Linked DNA regions of Mus musculus: region 2 is linked to region 1. A link is a contact called in public promoter capture Hi-C data. All regions are on one chromosome and are shown on one strand. Each heading gives the region's core, a stretch centred on a gene start, on an enhancer-like site or on the middle of the called end of the contact. The rest is flanking DNA. Distances are from core to core; before and after follow the strand shown.

Evidence for each region. Promoter capture Hi-C pulls out the DNA fragments that hold promoters and counts their contacts.
Region 2: a contact with region 1 is called in a promoter capture Hi-C map of macrophages, with 12 read pairs. The contact joins the promoter of Ccl17 here to the promoter of Ccl22 in region 1. A contact is called at or near these places in 13 of 39 promoter capture datasets (the C10 cell line, the HPC-7 cell line, embryonic stem cells and 9 more), 2 of 15 datasets of contacts at CTCF or cohesin (both in embryonic stem cells), 21 of 484 Hi-C or Micro-C datasets (the 63-12 cell line, 8-cell embryo, B cells and 7 more), 7 of 115 datasets of contacts at active chromatin or transcription factors (CD8 T cells, the HPC-7 cell line, SST interneurons and 4 more) and 3 of 9 other capture datasets (adipose tissue, liver and pancreatic islet).

Annotation. Positions count from the first base shown.
Region 1 is chr8:94,744,316-94,746,982 of GRCm38.p6, reverse strand. Ccl22 (chemokine (C-C motif) ligand 22) reads right to left here and starts at 1,299. Exons shown (of 3, transcript NM_009137.2): 1 at 1,197-1,299; 2 at 1-81. The coding sequence starts at 1,269.
Region 2 is chr8:94,809,098-94,811,764 of GRCm38.p6, reverse strand. It overlaps Ccl17 (chemokine (C-C motif) ligand 17), which reads right to left and starts at 1,312. Exons shown (of 3, transcript NM_011332.3): 1 at 1,194-1,312; 2 at 462-579; 3 at 1-5. The coding sequence starts at 1,293.

The DNA of each region.
Region 1 (2,667 bases), core at 50-2,549:
CCTTCACTAAACGTGATGGCAGAGGGTGACGGATGTAGTCCTGGCAGCAGATACTGTCTTCCACATTGGCACCATAGGGACCTGGAGGAAGGGTACCCAGGGGACGTTAGCTGGAGCACAGAGAGGCCAGCTTCAGCCTTACCCCTGATCACAGGCTGACCTATAGGAGTAAAATTCTCTTCCACACTGATGGATATCTTCTAGGGCTCATGCACACTAGCCTGGGGAGTCTCTGAGATGCCACTAAAGGTCCAATGTCTACGCTCTGGGGACAGTCAGCTCCAGGAAGTGGATTCAGAAAGATTAAATATCAACAGGCTTCTAAATGGGTCCTGCACCTCTGTCTGAGCCAGGAAGAGCCTCATGCTCACCTTGGGTCAGTCTGTGGACAATAGCACCAGCTTCCCAGGATCTTGTGGAATGCTCAGCCCTACGGCAGACCCACCTACCCCCATGTATACAACACAGAATTAGAGGTGCATCTTCCTCTTCTCAGCGCCTTGGTGAGGCTACATCAGAGAAGCCGAGCGAAGGCGAGCATCCAAGGTCATGGTGAGACTGTAGCAGAGTCAGAATCAAGACTCAGACAGGTGACAGTCATGACACTGACCTGGTTCAAGTCCCACTCTGTCCCTGACTGACCCTAGTCATCTGTCATCTCCAAGGCCCGTGGAGGAATACCAGTTCCGTAGGGGCTTGGCTACACGGAGGCTCTCCAGACACTTGATTGGTTGGTTGTAGTTGCCTCACCCCTCACCGTGACCCCTCTCCTGCCCAACTCAAAGCAGAAGTGTTGACACTATGGTGGGAAGGAGGGGTCTGGACCCTGTATCCACCACAGGCTCCAGAGCAAACCTTGGGTGTTGGGGGAGGGCAGCTTTTAAGAGAGGCTCTACCTTCCCTGACTCAAGCCTGGTACCTTGCAGGCTCTCTATCCACTCCCAGGGACCCTATATTTGAGCTATCTGGGCAGCAAGATCCCCAGCAAGATACCACCAACCAATTGGCAGATCCTAAAAGCCAAGCCTTCCTAGCAACCCAGTTTATAAATGTGTATATCTGGGTTTTGAGAAGTAATAGAGCTGGCCCATGGAAGTGCCAGAGTTAGTCCAAAGCCAAAGTGAGTCCAGTGGCAGACTCACTCTTGGACTCTTTCCAGATTCTCTGGTCTCCACCCTCCTACTCCCCAGCCTCACCTGCATCAGAGGTCTGAATTGCCACAGCAAGAAGGACGAGAGCCACCAGGAGTGGGACACGCAGGGTAGCCATGATGTTATGTGTCCTCGTCAGGTGTCTAATGACCAGAGGGCAGGAAGGTCTGATATTTAAACGCTCTCTCCACCCACTAGTTCAGGCACCTCTTAGTCACTACCAAGCCTGACATTCATGTCCTGAAAGAAGAAGTCCCACTTCCCCCAGCGGGAGGATCCAAAGGCGGGGAACTACTCAGAGGGGACTGCCACTCTCCCAAACTGTGGGTCTCCGGAGGATTGTAAAGTCCCCTTAGCGGTGCTCTACCGAGGATGTCTGTTCTATGACCTCAGCCATATCACTAGGGGTCATGGAGAGGACCTTGGTAGGGATGGAAAAGCTGGGCAAGGGTTCACTGCCCACCTCAGTGGCCACTGGCACATGGATAAGGACAAACTGTACCTAGATTGGGGACTTTCTTAATCCCTCAAGGCCGGGCATCAGGTTCTCATTTCAAGGGTGGAGGCCCAGAGTCCTTTGGGGCAGGCTCTTGGCCCCATAACCTGACTCTTGTTGGGTTTCTCAGTAGACAGCCTCACCCAGCTCAGAGCGGGCTGCTCCTGCGCATGCCCAGAGCCTGTACCCTCTCAGTCTTCCCTTACCCACGTCATCCCCTCCTCTTGCCATTCCACTGACTCTCCCCACTGATACAGCCCCGTCTGCAGATCAGTCCAGCTCCACTTCCTTCGTGGACGCCAGTAGATTTGCCTCCCCATGCTGCGAGCCAGAGTGAGTGTGCAAACTCAAAGCTCCACGTGGCCCTCTCCTACTTTAAAGCCATGCTGGGCTCCCCATTCACCGGAGGATGAAACCCAGGCTCCTGACTAGGGCCTTCAGGGCCTCTTTTCCAAAACTATTCACCACAGTCAGAGGGATCACGCCACACTGCTTTACGGTTCCCCAAAGAGATCTATGGCCTGACCCTGACTATATTTCCACTTTCTGCTTCTTTATTGCAGAAACTCCTACTCGTACATCGAGACTGTTTGAAATGTCACTTCTTTGGTAAGCCTACCTACTCAGGAATTCACACTCTCCAAGTAACCTGGAACATGGCCCAGGAAGAGACTTTCTCCTAAGCTCCTCTCATAAGCACAGGGGAGCTAATCCCTCATCTTTCTTAGTATTCAACCTGTTGAGTTGCCTGCTGGCTGACTGTGTGCTCCAGGTTCCCAGCTTTGTGAGCTGTCACCCCATGATGCGGTGGGCTTTGGTGATGCAGCTGTCTTAGAGACTTCATTTTTGTTCCTGTAAATAACCCCCCCCACACACACCCATATTCCTGTAAGTAACCCCAATAAAACACATGGTTCACCAAGTTGGACCTTAGTATTATCCATACTTTGGTCTATCTATGGCCTCTCTATCTGGAGTGAGTAGATGTGTGTGTTGTGTTTCCTCAGGAAAAGTCTTAAT
Region 2 (2,667 bases), core at 63-2,562, 65 kb before region 1:
GAAACCTATGTAGGAGAAAGCAGTGAGTAAGAGCCCAGGAAGGCCTTCAGGGTTTGGCCACCAGCCACATCTGCATTGACCTGAACACTGAGCAGTAGGACTTCATGCCTAGCCTCCTCTCTCCTCAGAGCACCTTGAGCCTGAGAGAAAGAGCCTCAGGCTGTGTGTTAGTCTCTACTCAGCTCAGACCCAGAGTGAGAGGTGACAGTATTACTGCCTACTGGCTCTGTTACCTGGGATGTCCTATCCATCTTGGAAACTCAGTTTCACCATACATAAAGAGGTTGGACCCCCTCAGCTGTGTGGGGTACAAGAGTATCCCTGGGTTCCCAAAACTGCCTTTAGGGGAATCAGGCTTGTCCTCTCTTCCTTCTTTCCCAGTGGCCTTCCTGGGCACTCCAAGGCCCACCCACTTCCCACTCTGGGTTCTAGGCAGAGGAGTGGGACAGAGGGATACTCACACGATGGCATCCCTGGAACACTCCACTGAGGTCTTATACCAGCTCACCAACTTCCTGATAGGAATGGCCCCTTTGAAGTAATCCAGGCAGCACTCTCGGCCTACATTGGTGGCTCGAGCTGGAAGAGCAATAGGAAGCAGGTGTCCTGAGAGTCAGGCCATGTGCCTGAGGACCCATGGAATGTTCCGATGTATGCCTGTGTGAGCCTGTGGGTGGGGACTGCATGTACTTTGTATTCTGTTTGTTCTTGGTGTGTGTGTGTGCTCTCCTGTGTCTGCAAGTTTGCATATTCATCTGTGTGTGTCTGCATATGCAGCTGTCTGAATCTAGGAACCTCATTTCAACTTCCCGTTCTAAACTAAATATAAAAATCTTTTCATACATTCTTGGAACCAATGCTCCGTTGTTATGTTGTTCCCTGATGATACATGAAGCCCATTAATGAAACAAATGGTAGCGATTCTGAGAATCGTTCGTTCTGCATCATGAGCCCACAATCAAGGCCACTATGTCCTAACATCTCAGAATAAGGTATGTGTCCAGGTCAGGCACCTGACATCATCCCAGCATCCTCAGAACCATTATCCTCCCTCCAGTGCTCCTGTGGCCACCCCCTGGTGACCCCTGTTAAGAACAGACAGGGTATAAGTCACACAGCTTGTGTCTCTGCCTTGGTCTCTGTGTGGGTGAATGGTTCCCATCTGCCCTATCCTGTCTGTGCCCGGCTCTTACCAGCTCTGGCATGCTGCAGAAAAGTCCCCAGAAGCAGAGCAGCCAGGAGCAGCATCTGAAGTGACCTCATGGTACCAAAAGCTGAGGTGAAGGTCTTCATGGGTCCTTCTGCCTGTCTTGGTGCCCAGCATTGAGGTGACCTATTTAACCTCTCTGGAGGTTATCCCACGCTTCCTGTCCCCTCCTATAATCCTTCCAGACTAGAGAAATTCAAAGAATTTGAGATAACTTAGTAGAAGCCCAGCTTGGGAATGTTTGTGGCTTTCCAGAGAATGGTCACTCGACTCGGGACAGGGGAGGGGGTCTGTGTCTGGGGTAAGGGCAATGACTTACTTCTCTTTTCAAAGGGAACATTTCTTGGTTCCTCTATTAGCAGGATCCAAGGCCTCAGCCTCAACTCATCTCATCCCTTGTCCTAGTACTGGTGAACTTCCTTTGTGCCTGGTACCCTGTGGAGGCAGGGTAGGGGACCAAACAGAGATCATAGGGACTATGCCAGTCAGGGCTCTGGGGTCCAGAAGGTCCACAGGAGGGTGAGCAGGTTACAGGGATGTTCAGTAGAAGAGGCCTAGTCCCACCCTATTTTGGGGAACCCAGAGGTTCAGCTGAAGCTGAGCCTGTCTTCCTGTCCTTCCCCAGGCTGGCCCTTACCCCAGGAGGCTAAGCTGAGAGGGGCTTTAATCACGGTGTATCTGCATGTGTGCTTTAGTGGGTTGGAAAGCTCAGCTCCCAGAAATAGAGCACCACCTCGTTTCTGTTATGAGCAGAATGAATGGTGTGTGTGTGTGTGGGGGGGGCGATGCTCACCTCTATAGGAGCTGCATGCCAGAGGCTGCCCTAGAAGCCCATAGAGCATCCCCAGGCCTTAAGCAGACTGTTAAGAAATCTGTGTGAATTTTCAGCATACCCAGACTGTTAACAACAGTGCCCAGAAAAGAGTTTCAGGACAAGTCACTATTAAGCAAAGCCAGGGTTTACTGAGAAAAAGAACCGGCATCCCAGCTACTGGGGAGGCTGATGTAGGAAGGTTCCAAGTTTGAGGCCAGCCTGAGCTACCGGGGTTCACAGGTGCTGGTGAGACGCTATCACAATAAAGGGAAATGTCACTGCTTTGCAGTGTGACCCAGAGTGTCTCACAGATAAGGCATGTGCCGCCGTGTGTTTTACTCTTTAAAATTTTAATTTATTAACATTTATTTATTACATTTGTGTGCATAGGTGTTTTGCACTCATGTGCTAGCAGACACTCTACAACCTGAGCCACACCCCAGCTCCTCCTGCCATTTTGTTAGAACTTTTGGCTCTCAGTCAGCAAGAAACACAGACCCAGGCTGAGGGGGCCCCTTACCCTTCTCATATCTCCATTTTCCTTCAATCCTGCCCTACGGCCACAGCATCACTAAATTTGCTCATTCTCCCAGACTAAGAGGTCTTCCCAGGCCAAAGCCGTCCATTCTCTAAATACCTGTCCCGA